Linked DNA regions of Mus musculus: all the other regions are linked to region 2. A link is a contact called in public Micro-C data. All regions are on one chromosome and are shown on one strand. The core of a region is the stretch at or near the end of the contact, and the rest is flanking DNA. Distances in the headings are between cores, read along the strand shown. Region 1 holds the start of Dynll2 (dynein light chain LC8-type 2). Region 2 holds the start of Hsf5 (heat shock transcription factor family member 5). Region 3 holds the start of Ppm1e (protein phosphatase 1E (PP2C domain containing)).

Region 1 (3,100 bases), core at 387-2,886, 370 kb before region 2:
TGTTCCCTCCGTTAGATGTCCTTGGGCAATGGACATCTTGTATACAATCTTATATCGTAGTTGTGACCTTCAGATCTTAGAAGCTAATGAAGGCTGGGGAAAGAGGATATTAGCTCTTTCTCCAAGAACTTCCTAAGAGTTTTCTCCACAAGAACTCTACAATCTGTCCTCTCACCCCTCCCCACATGTGCCCCACCCCTCATTCATTAACACAGGCTGACATCAGAATACCCCCTGGATGAAGGGATACCCCAGGCCTAGCTTGGCTGAGTCCCTTACTGGAAAAAGACAGAGCTATGGAATGGAGAAGCCTGAGGGGACAGTTTTCCAAGTTGTCCTGGACACATAATGAACACTAAATTATGATACTCCCAAACAGGGCAGGCTAAGGCCAGGACTAGTCTGACTTCTCATGGTTTAGGTGAGGGGAGAGAAAGAGGTGAACACAGGAGCTATGCTAGGCAATTTCCTAACGTCCACCGAGGCCAGAATATTTGACCTCCCACTGAAGATTTTAGATAGCCCCTTTGTGAATGAAAGCTTAGGAAGAAAAATCCCGATGTTTTTTCTGTAACACCACACACACACACACACACACACACACACACACACACACACACACACACACACACACACCAATGTTTGCTTCCTGAACTTTAAAGGCTGCCATCCATGTGTGGTCTAAAGGAGCTGACCTGGCAAGGGGTCTGAATCTGTGTTTGTCTACACTTTGTTTTTTGTCTTGTTGAGACAGGGTTTCTCTGTGTAGCCCTGGCTGTCCTGGAACTCACTCTGTAGACCGGGCTGCTGTCTCAGAGATCTGCCTGCCTCAGTCTTCCAAGTGCTGAGATTAAAGGAGTGTGACACCTCCCCCCAGTGTGTTGTCTATATTTGAGGGCTATGGGTGAAGTCGTTTTTTAAAAGATACCTCACAGCTCATACAGGAGTCCCCGAGAAATGGTTCGCACCTCTATCCCCCAAAGGCCATACCCGAACGGTAGAGGCTGTACCTCCGGTATTTTTGATGATAGTGTACTTAGGGTTCCAGCTATGGATAGGCAGAAAGGTCTCAAGATTCGTGAACAAAGGTTGAGTTAGAAGCAAAAGCGAATGTGAAAGCAGGGGCGCGGGGGGGGGGGGGTCTTGAGGACTGTTGCCTTTATTTCACCATGGGGCTTGACAGTTCTCTCAAGTGTCGCCAGCCTAGGGAAATGAATTTTCCTCTGTCCCTGGTGATTTCTAATACCCTATCCTGCCTCTTTCCAAAGTTGGGACCCTTCTCTCCTGAGTCTGAAATCTCCATCCCTCCATTCTTTTTTCCTTGGCACTGGACTCTCCACGCCTCTCTCCCTTTTCCTTTCTGGGCGGAATGTATTCCTCCCGAGTCAGGCCTCTCCGGGCCTGGGCAGACAGGGTATGCGTCCTCTTTTCTCCTCCTAAGGCCACGGCTCCCTCCCCCCACCTTCTCCAGCTCCCCTTCCCCACCCCCTCCTCCGCCCCGAGGCATTGTGGGACGAAACAAGATGTGGAGCGAGAGCGGCGCGGGGAGAAGCCCGCAGTGCGGGGCCGGGCGGGCGCAGCCAATGGGGAGCGCGGACGGCGGCGCGCGCGGCAGGGGGGCGGGGGCGGGGCTCTATTTCAGGGCCGCGCGTCGGCCGCGCTCAGCGGCGGAGCGGAGCGGACGGCGAGGTATCAGCCGAGACAGGCGGTCGGCCGGGTGGCACGAGGCGGAGCGCGGGCGTCCGGGGAAGCTCGGAGGGCGACCAGCAGTGCGAGCGCTCGGCCCCGGGGCTGCGGGAGCAGGGGGATACCGCGGCGGCAGCGGCTGCTGCTGCAGGACGAGCCCAGGGGACACCGCCCCTGCTCGAGCTTTGCTTCAGCCCAGCGCTGCTCCCCAGGGGCCTGTGCGGACTCGCCTGCGTGACGGTGAGCTGGGGCCCCGGGGGGCAGCCCTCGCTCGACTCGGCCCAGGCTCTGGAGACCCTCGTGCCCTGGCTGGAGGCCCCGCAGCCCCGGGGAGGGGAGCCAGCCGTGGTGCACGGAGGCCTCTCCGGTCCGGGGAGCGCGGGCAGCCAGTGCGGGTTCGGGCTCGACGCGGCTCCTCCCGCCGCCACCCTTCGGGGCGTCCTTCCTGCAGCGAGGTCGCCGGGTCACTCCGGCGCCTCTCCAGGCCTGGCGGGGGAGGGCGGAGGACCGGCTTGCGGCCTGCGGATCCGGAGGGCGGCGGGGAGGTGGATGCTTTCTCATTTCCCAGGTGCTGCCCTTCGGGGGTCCCTGCCCGCTAGAGGAAAAGATGGTGGGGGCGGTGTTTTGGGACGAGGGGTTACGGTCCCTTTGGAAATCCGAAACGAGGCAATAACGTTTGTACGTGTTAAAGAATGGTGCAGGGCGGTCCGTGTCATTTGGAGGCTTAGCCCCCCCCCCCTTTTTTTTCTTTTTTTGTCGCAAGACCAGGGACAGAGGTTGAGAACTGTCCTGGAGTGCTCCTTTTGCGTTTTTCACAGGAGCTCCTGGCTCGTGACTCAGGAAGCTGGCTTGGGGCCCTTTGGCCATCCTTTTATCTGGAGGCCCAGCTCCGCCCCCTCCCCCCACCTCCCTAGGAAAGGATCGCTGGGCGTCTGGCTCCCTAGCCTTTTCTCACTGGTACCTTGGATAGGGGTTGCCAGGGCTGGGCCTCACCTTTCTGCGACGCCTGAGGGGCCAAGGGTGAAGAATCGTGGCATTGTAGTCACAAGACCAGCATTATGTAATCGTAGGCTCTCTCTGTTAGAGAGTAAGATAGCTTTTAATTACTGTGACAAAGTTGATCCTTCGGACTTTGGGGAGGAGGCGGTGAAGCAGGTGAGCTTTTTTGGCAAAATGGTGCCAGTTTCATACTTCGTTGTCTGTAGCCAGGCTCCACCCCCAACCTCTGGATTTGTAAACACTGCCCCCTTCTGAGTGGGAACCTGGAATAGGCCACCAGGTGACATTGTTTTTTTTTTTTTTTTTTTCTTCTAGAAAGGTCTCATCACATCAGCCTTTTTCTCTTCCCAAGCCTCGTGGAGGTTGTTCCTTTTCTCTCATTTCAGCCATTATTTTTTAAACATGATTGGCTGCC
Region 2 (2,893 bases), core at 193-2,692:
GCCAATAAACTATAAACGTGTGTGTTCTAAAATTCTTTTAAACTTAAGCCTTGACATCTGGTCTTTGTTTCGTTTTTTAGCCGTTTTGCTTTATGTCTGTCCAACCATAACATCTCAAGTAGGGCATCAAACTCCAAGTATTAGTAAACTGGTTCTATTCTACACTGGATCAAACCTTGCCCCTTAGATTATGCATAAACAGTGTCTACCGCTCTATTCATGTCAATAAGTGGAAGGTGTCCTGTCTCTGAACAAATGTGCACTCCAGAGACCTGTCCCTCTTTTCCTTGGCTGGGTAAATAAATAATGCCTTAAGTTTTCTTGCTGGTGACTTTGTTCCTTCGCACCCAACCTGTAGAGTGCCTGTTCTTTTGACTATGGGACAGTGGAGGCCTCTCCCACCCAGTGCTTTGATAAATACAGTGGAGAGACTAGGTACAGGTAAATGGTTCAAGAGCTTTGGGAGTAGGTTAGCTCCTGGGGCTCACTCTCTTAGAGAAGTGTGGAAAGCAAGCGTCAAGTCCATGTCCTTTTTGCAGCTAAACCCGGACTAGGGAGATGCTTACGGACTCTTGCCAGAGGAAAAGCAAGTGCTAGTGGGGATGATGTGACCTAGTCTTGGGGTTGTGCAGAAACGGTGTTTGCGCCCTGCCGCCCACGTGCTTGATGGAAAGCGAGGATCTAGGTGGCACACACTCACCATGCTGCTCTGGCCGAGGCCCAGCAGGTTGGGGCGGCGGGTCCTGATGCTGCAGCGGGGAGGTAGAAGCTGAGGCCGAGGCGGAGGCTGACGTGATGAGGAGCCGCTGGAAGCGGTTGGGCGGGCGACAGGGCACCTCCAGTCCGGCCGCCAGCTTGGCCTTGTTGGCACTGGTGAGCCTCTTGAGGTGAACGAGCAGCTGAGGCTGGTCGCGGCGGAAATGCGGGCTGTGGAAGTGGTGGAGTGGCCCGTCGCCCGCCGGCCCGCCAGCCCCAGGCCCGGGCCCGGGCCCCGCCGCCCCCGGCCCACCCAGCACCACCTTGCGGAAGCCGTAGAGGTTGAGCTGGCGGATGAAGCTGGTGAAGTTGGTGGTTTTGAAGAGCTCCGGCTCGGCCCCGGCCGCCCCGACGCCGCTGCCGCCGCCCCCGCCGCTGCTCCCGGCTCCCCCCGCGCCCCCGGCACCCGGGCCGGGCGGGCTGAGCAGCTCGGCCTCGAAGAGCGGCTGGTCGATGAGCAGCCCCTCGCCTCGGCCGTCCCAGCGGATGGAGCGGTACCGAGGGCTGTTCACCAGCCGCCACAGCTTGGCGGGGAAGTTGTTGGGGTTGATGGGGGTGGACAGCAGCGCCTCCTCCATCGCCCGCCCGGGCCCTGGGCCTCGCCCCGCCGAGCCTGGCTCTCCCACCGTTCTCGATCCCCCGGGCCTTCGCTGCGCCCTGCCCCCTCCTGCCAGCGCCCGGCCGCCGAGGCCCGGACCGTTGGCGCACGAGTCCCGGCACGCCCTCCGGTGTGGCCAATGGGGCCTCGAGTTCCCGCCGCGTGGTGGCCGACGGGGCGCGAGCCCGCCCTCCCCCTCGGTTGGGATGCACGCCTTCGAGGGCAGCAGCGGGGACACTGCGACACAAGGCTACCTTCGCGTGCCTTCCAGAACCGGCCCCTCTCTGTCTGTTCCCAGGAGGGCAGCACGCCAGGGAACCACGGTTCCCGAGGAGAAAGCGGGCGGCCGGTTAGGCAAACTCTGAGGGGCTCCAGCAGGACAGGACGGCCAGCGGAGGTTTCAGAACGCAGAGTGCACTCAGGCGATACACAGCTAATGGTTCCTGAGAACAGAGGAACCCACTCCAGTCTTCCCTAACAGTCGAACTGCTGCTCTCTTCAAATAAAAATGACAGGGGTTGGGGGCTGGGGGTACATACTGTAACTGTAGTACATGAACTCATTCATCTTGTATACAGAAGCATAGTTACACCTTAAAAAAAAACACACCTTAAATTCAAATTAGATGAGGTCCTTGGTACCTGGCAGAAGGGAATAAAGAAGATAAGTATGTGCTTAATGACCAGCTATGATCTCCCAGAGAAGAAAGAAATGAACCTCACTTGAATGGGGACTCAACAAACCCAAAATACAAGAGGGACTACCCATGGGTACTAGTTTGGTTTGGTTTTTTTTATAAAGCCCAGCCTGGACCTTAAACTTGCCTTATTCCTCTTGCCTTTAGCTCCCCAGTACTCGGTGTACAACAAGGCTAGTCCAGTGGCGAACGCTTTATCCATTAAGCTAGACTCAATCCCAATACCAGTAAGAAATAAAAAGACCCAACAAAGCAGCACTAATATAGAGATTTTATTTGAACTGTATTGAGTTTTTACAGCACATTGCATGTTTGTCACAACGCAACTGCACAGTTTGGATTTTTGGCCACATCATGTCACTTACACCCACAACAGCTCTAAAAGGATGCACACATCTGAGCCAGAAGCCCAGAGTCTCTCTCCAAGGCCATGCAATCTGTTCACTGATGGGACAGTCCCTCAAAACAGTCACACAAAGTAGACAGATACAGTCTCCCCGAATGTCCCCAATCCCCCTGAAAACAGAGTGAAGTGCAATGAAAACTGGTAATTAAAAAGCCACTTATGACTGGCAGTAACATTTAATGATTGAGAAAATGCTTAAAATAATTTTATGTATCAGAGACAAATAGTTTATCACTCTTTCATTGATCTTAGGAATTTCTCAGACACACACACACAAAAAAAAAATCTCCATTCTTCAGCTCCATTAAAATGAAAAAAAAAAAAATGTGCTAGGCTGACCTAAATATGCCAAAACTTTTTAGGTTACATCCATGGCAAGTATAAAAGGAGCACAGAGGCTTCGCTGTGGAACTGAAGAAAAGGTCGGAGAAAGGAC
Region 3 (2,963 bases), core at 420-2,919, 260 kb after region 2:
CTACAGACTAGTTTGGTCTTTCCATTCATCTTAGGAAAAAAAATAGAAAAAATTCTAAGTGCATTATTTACTATACACTTTCTATCATGTATTATTTAATCTTGACCTAGGAGAGAGCATAGAACTCTATTTTACATGATACCATTAGTAAGTTCAACCCACTTAATCTTAAAATAACAGTATCGGGTCAGGGATTTAAAAATACAGCATTATAGGAAAACAGTTGGTGAGAACGCACCCTCTTCTGTCATTAATAACTGACTGGAAATGGTATTTCTGATCCTAAATCCAGCTGAAACCCAGAAACAATAAATGGAGAGATGGAGTGGATAATTTGTGAGTACATGTTTTTTCAAAGCAGAGGGGAAAAATCACTATGTTTGTGCTGAATTACATGCTGCCGTGGACGTGGTAGTATGCAGCAATGATGCTATCATCCATACAGCTGTACAGCACAGCATCTTCAAAGCACCCACCACCAACATCATCACCATGAAGCCTGAAAATAATAGGTTTGTTTATAGTTTGGTAAGAAAATTAGAATAATTTAAAGTCATTTCAGTTCTAGCTTGGGGGAGGGAGTAAGAAGAGACACAGGAGGTGGTGGGGAAGAACAAACAAAATATAGACAAAATACGGATTATATGGTAGGATAATATAATATAATGACATGCATTATACAGAAACTAAGCAGGGGTTTTTGGGTGATGGAAAACTTACAAGTGAAATCTACCACTTCAATCTCGGATTGAATTCTTGTTGCATCGCTTGCTTTTGACCTTGAGCAAAGTCACTGTTTTGAAGGCTTGTTTCCTCATCTGTAAAACAGAATCCTAACGGTAATAACCTTTGCCTTAAAAGGCTGTGAGGATTAGAGACGAACACGTGTAAACTGCAAAGCCCTATATAAATAAGACATTGTGTAGATACGAGGCACAGCTAGATTTTCATAGAGCAGAGTTAAGGGGAAAGATTCTAAAGGCTTTGGAGACTTTGAAAGGGGCTCTAACACCAATGCCACAGCTAGAAAGTCTTGACTTTTAAGCAAGCGAATTACTGTTTAATTTCTCACGTTCATCTTTTTGAGAAAGGAGGATACATAGAATCAAACGAAAGAACCTAGACAAAGGAAACTACCCTTTTTGGGTGCTCGTGCCTGGACCTTTACTTTTTCAACACATATCATTAGTAAAAGGTGTTTACTGCGTGCCATCGGATCAAGAGATATACTACGGCAAGGCAAGCAGATAAGGAAACTGAAGTCAGTACACTCCTGGTGGAACCAACAGAGATGTCTCAGTGCTTATCATGAAACTAGGGTCTTCACCCCACAAAGACCATTCGAAGTTGGAGTGCAGGAGTCCAGCGTCCTTACCACTCCACAGACTCGACGGGAGGGACCTTGGAATTCTTAATTAGAACCGGTTGCCATGGCGACAGTCTCTAGGCAGCGTGGGCTGAGCTCTCGGTAGGGATTGCGGGTGGGCCGCCGCTGGACCCTGTGCGCGCGCCCGCCACCAACTTTCCCTCCAGACCGGAGCGGGGTGGCGCGCTCCGCCCCCGCCCCCGGGCCGCGCACGTCCGAGCTCGGTGGCGCGCACGCCTGCGGGAGCCCTCTCCAGGCAACCCAGTGCTGATCGCCGGTGCCCGTGCGGCCGTTCCCCCTCCGTAGCGGGAGGCGAGGCTCCGAAGCAGCCCCCTCCTCCTCCTGGGCTCACCTCCCACCCCCTTCCCGGTGGACCTCGGGGCATGAGCAACGATGGCGGGCTGCATCCCTGAGGAGAAAACTTACCGGCGCTTCCTGGAGCTGTTCCTGGGCGAGTTCCGCGGACCGTGCGGTGGCGGCGAGCCAGAGCCCGAACCCGAATCCGAGCCCGAGCCCGAGCCCGAAGCCGAGCTAGTCGCGGCTGAGGCGGCCGAGGCTTCGGGGGAGGAACCGGGGGAGGACGCTGCGACGGTAGAGGCGACCGAGGAGGGGGAGCAGGACCAAGACCCCGAGCCCGAAGACGAGGCGGTGGAGGAGGAGACGGCGACGGAGGGCGAGGAGGAGGAAGAGGAGGAAGCGGCTGCCCCGGGGCACTCGGCCGTGCCGCCACCGCCGCAGCCCCAGCTGCCACCGCTGCCCCCGCTCCCACGGCCGCTGTCGGAGCGCATCACCCGAGAGGAGGTGGAGGGCGAGAGCCTGGACCTGTGCCTGCAGCAGCTCTACAAATAGTTAAGTAGCGGGGCTCGGCCGCGGGTGGGCCGCCATCCCCGGGGTGCCGGCCTGGGTTCCCGTCCCCGCTACCCATGTCCCCGCGGGGCACCCGGGCGGGGTCCCCCCCGCCTGCCCCCGGCCCCTCTTCGCTGGCCCTCTCGGCCAGCTTCTCGGCCACTTCGCACACCTTCCTCCAGAACCTTCCTGCCAAGGTCTTCCCTCCCGTCTTGGGCTCCCCATTCTTCCCTGCGCCTTTCTTCCCGGGGTTTCCTCCCACCTTCGTCTGTCTGTCCTTTCCCGGGCTGCGTTCCTTGTTGGGCGGTGGGGACGCGCGACTCCTTTACAGGCAGTAAGAGGTGCCTTTCTACATAACCGCAACAAAGCTAATACCGTCGGTGCCCAGAGGAGCCCAGACCCCTAGATTTTCCGTCAGGCGCTCACTGTTGAAATGAAAAGGCTCTATAGATGGCTTTCTTACGTGAGAGCCTAGTATCATACTTTGCAGACATTTGACAGCATATAATTGAGAGCGGTAGGGAGGAATTGGGAAGGAAGGGTAAGTAAAACCCTACCGAGCAAGCCGTTAGGTGAAAAGACGAGGTCGTAAGTCAGAAAAGTCAGCCTGGTTGGATAAAATTGCAATTAAGTGCAGTATTTTCAGTCCATTAAGTAGATGGGGTGGGAGGTGGGAGAAAAGCAGATGGCTTAGCTACCCAGATGCAAGTCTAAAATAGAAAGGTCAAGGCTTTGCCTTTCATCCGAGTTC

Evidence for each region. A called contact is a pair of places that touch in the nucleus more often than the background predicts.
Region 1: a Micro-C map of embryonic stem cells shows a contact between it and region 2, with 3 times the contacts expected there. The contact joins the promoter of Dynll2 here to the promoter of Hsf5 in region 2. A contact is called at or near these places in 3 of 39 promoter capture datasets (cranial neural crest, maxillary cranial neural crest and second pharyngeal arch cranial neural crest) and 1 of 484 Hi-C or Micro-C datasets (embryonic stem cells).
Region 3: a Micro-C map of embryonic stem cells shows a contact between it and region 2, with 4 times the contacts expected there. The contact joins the promoter of Ppm1e here to the promoter of Hsf5 in region 2. A contact is called at or near these places in 2 of 39 promoter capture datasets (liver and pre-B cells) and 1 of 484 Hi-C or Micro-C datasets (embryonic stem cells).

What each region holds. Positions count from the first base shown.
Region 1 is chr11:87,986,069-87,989,168 of GRCm38.p6, reverse strand. It overlaps Dynll2 (dynein light chain LC8-type 2), which reads left to right and starts at 1,636. Exons shown (of 3, transcript NM_026556.4): 1 at 1,636-1,926.
Region 2 is chr11:87,615,713-87,618,605 of GRCm38.p6, reverse strand. Hsf5 (heat shock transcription factor family member 5) reads right to left here and starts at 1,442. Exons shown (of 6, transcript NM_001045527.1): 1 at 701-1,442. The coding sequence starts at 1,334. Mtmr4 (myotubularin related protein 4) reads right to left here. Exons shown (of 19, transcript NM_133215.2): 19 at 2,304-2,893.
Region 3 is chr11:87,357,700-87,360,662 of GRCm38.p6, reverse strand. Ppm1e (protein phosphatase 1E (PP2C domain containing)) reads left to right here and starts at 1,669. Exons shown (of 7, transcript NM_177167.4): 1 at 1,669-2,214. The coding sequence starts at 1,760. It overlaps Gm33937 (a long non-coding RNA gene), which reads right to left. Exons shown (of 5, transcript XR_003949755.1): 1 at 2,770-2,963; 2 at 1,793-2,637; 3 at 721-818; 4 at 395-499; 5 at 1-29.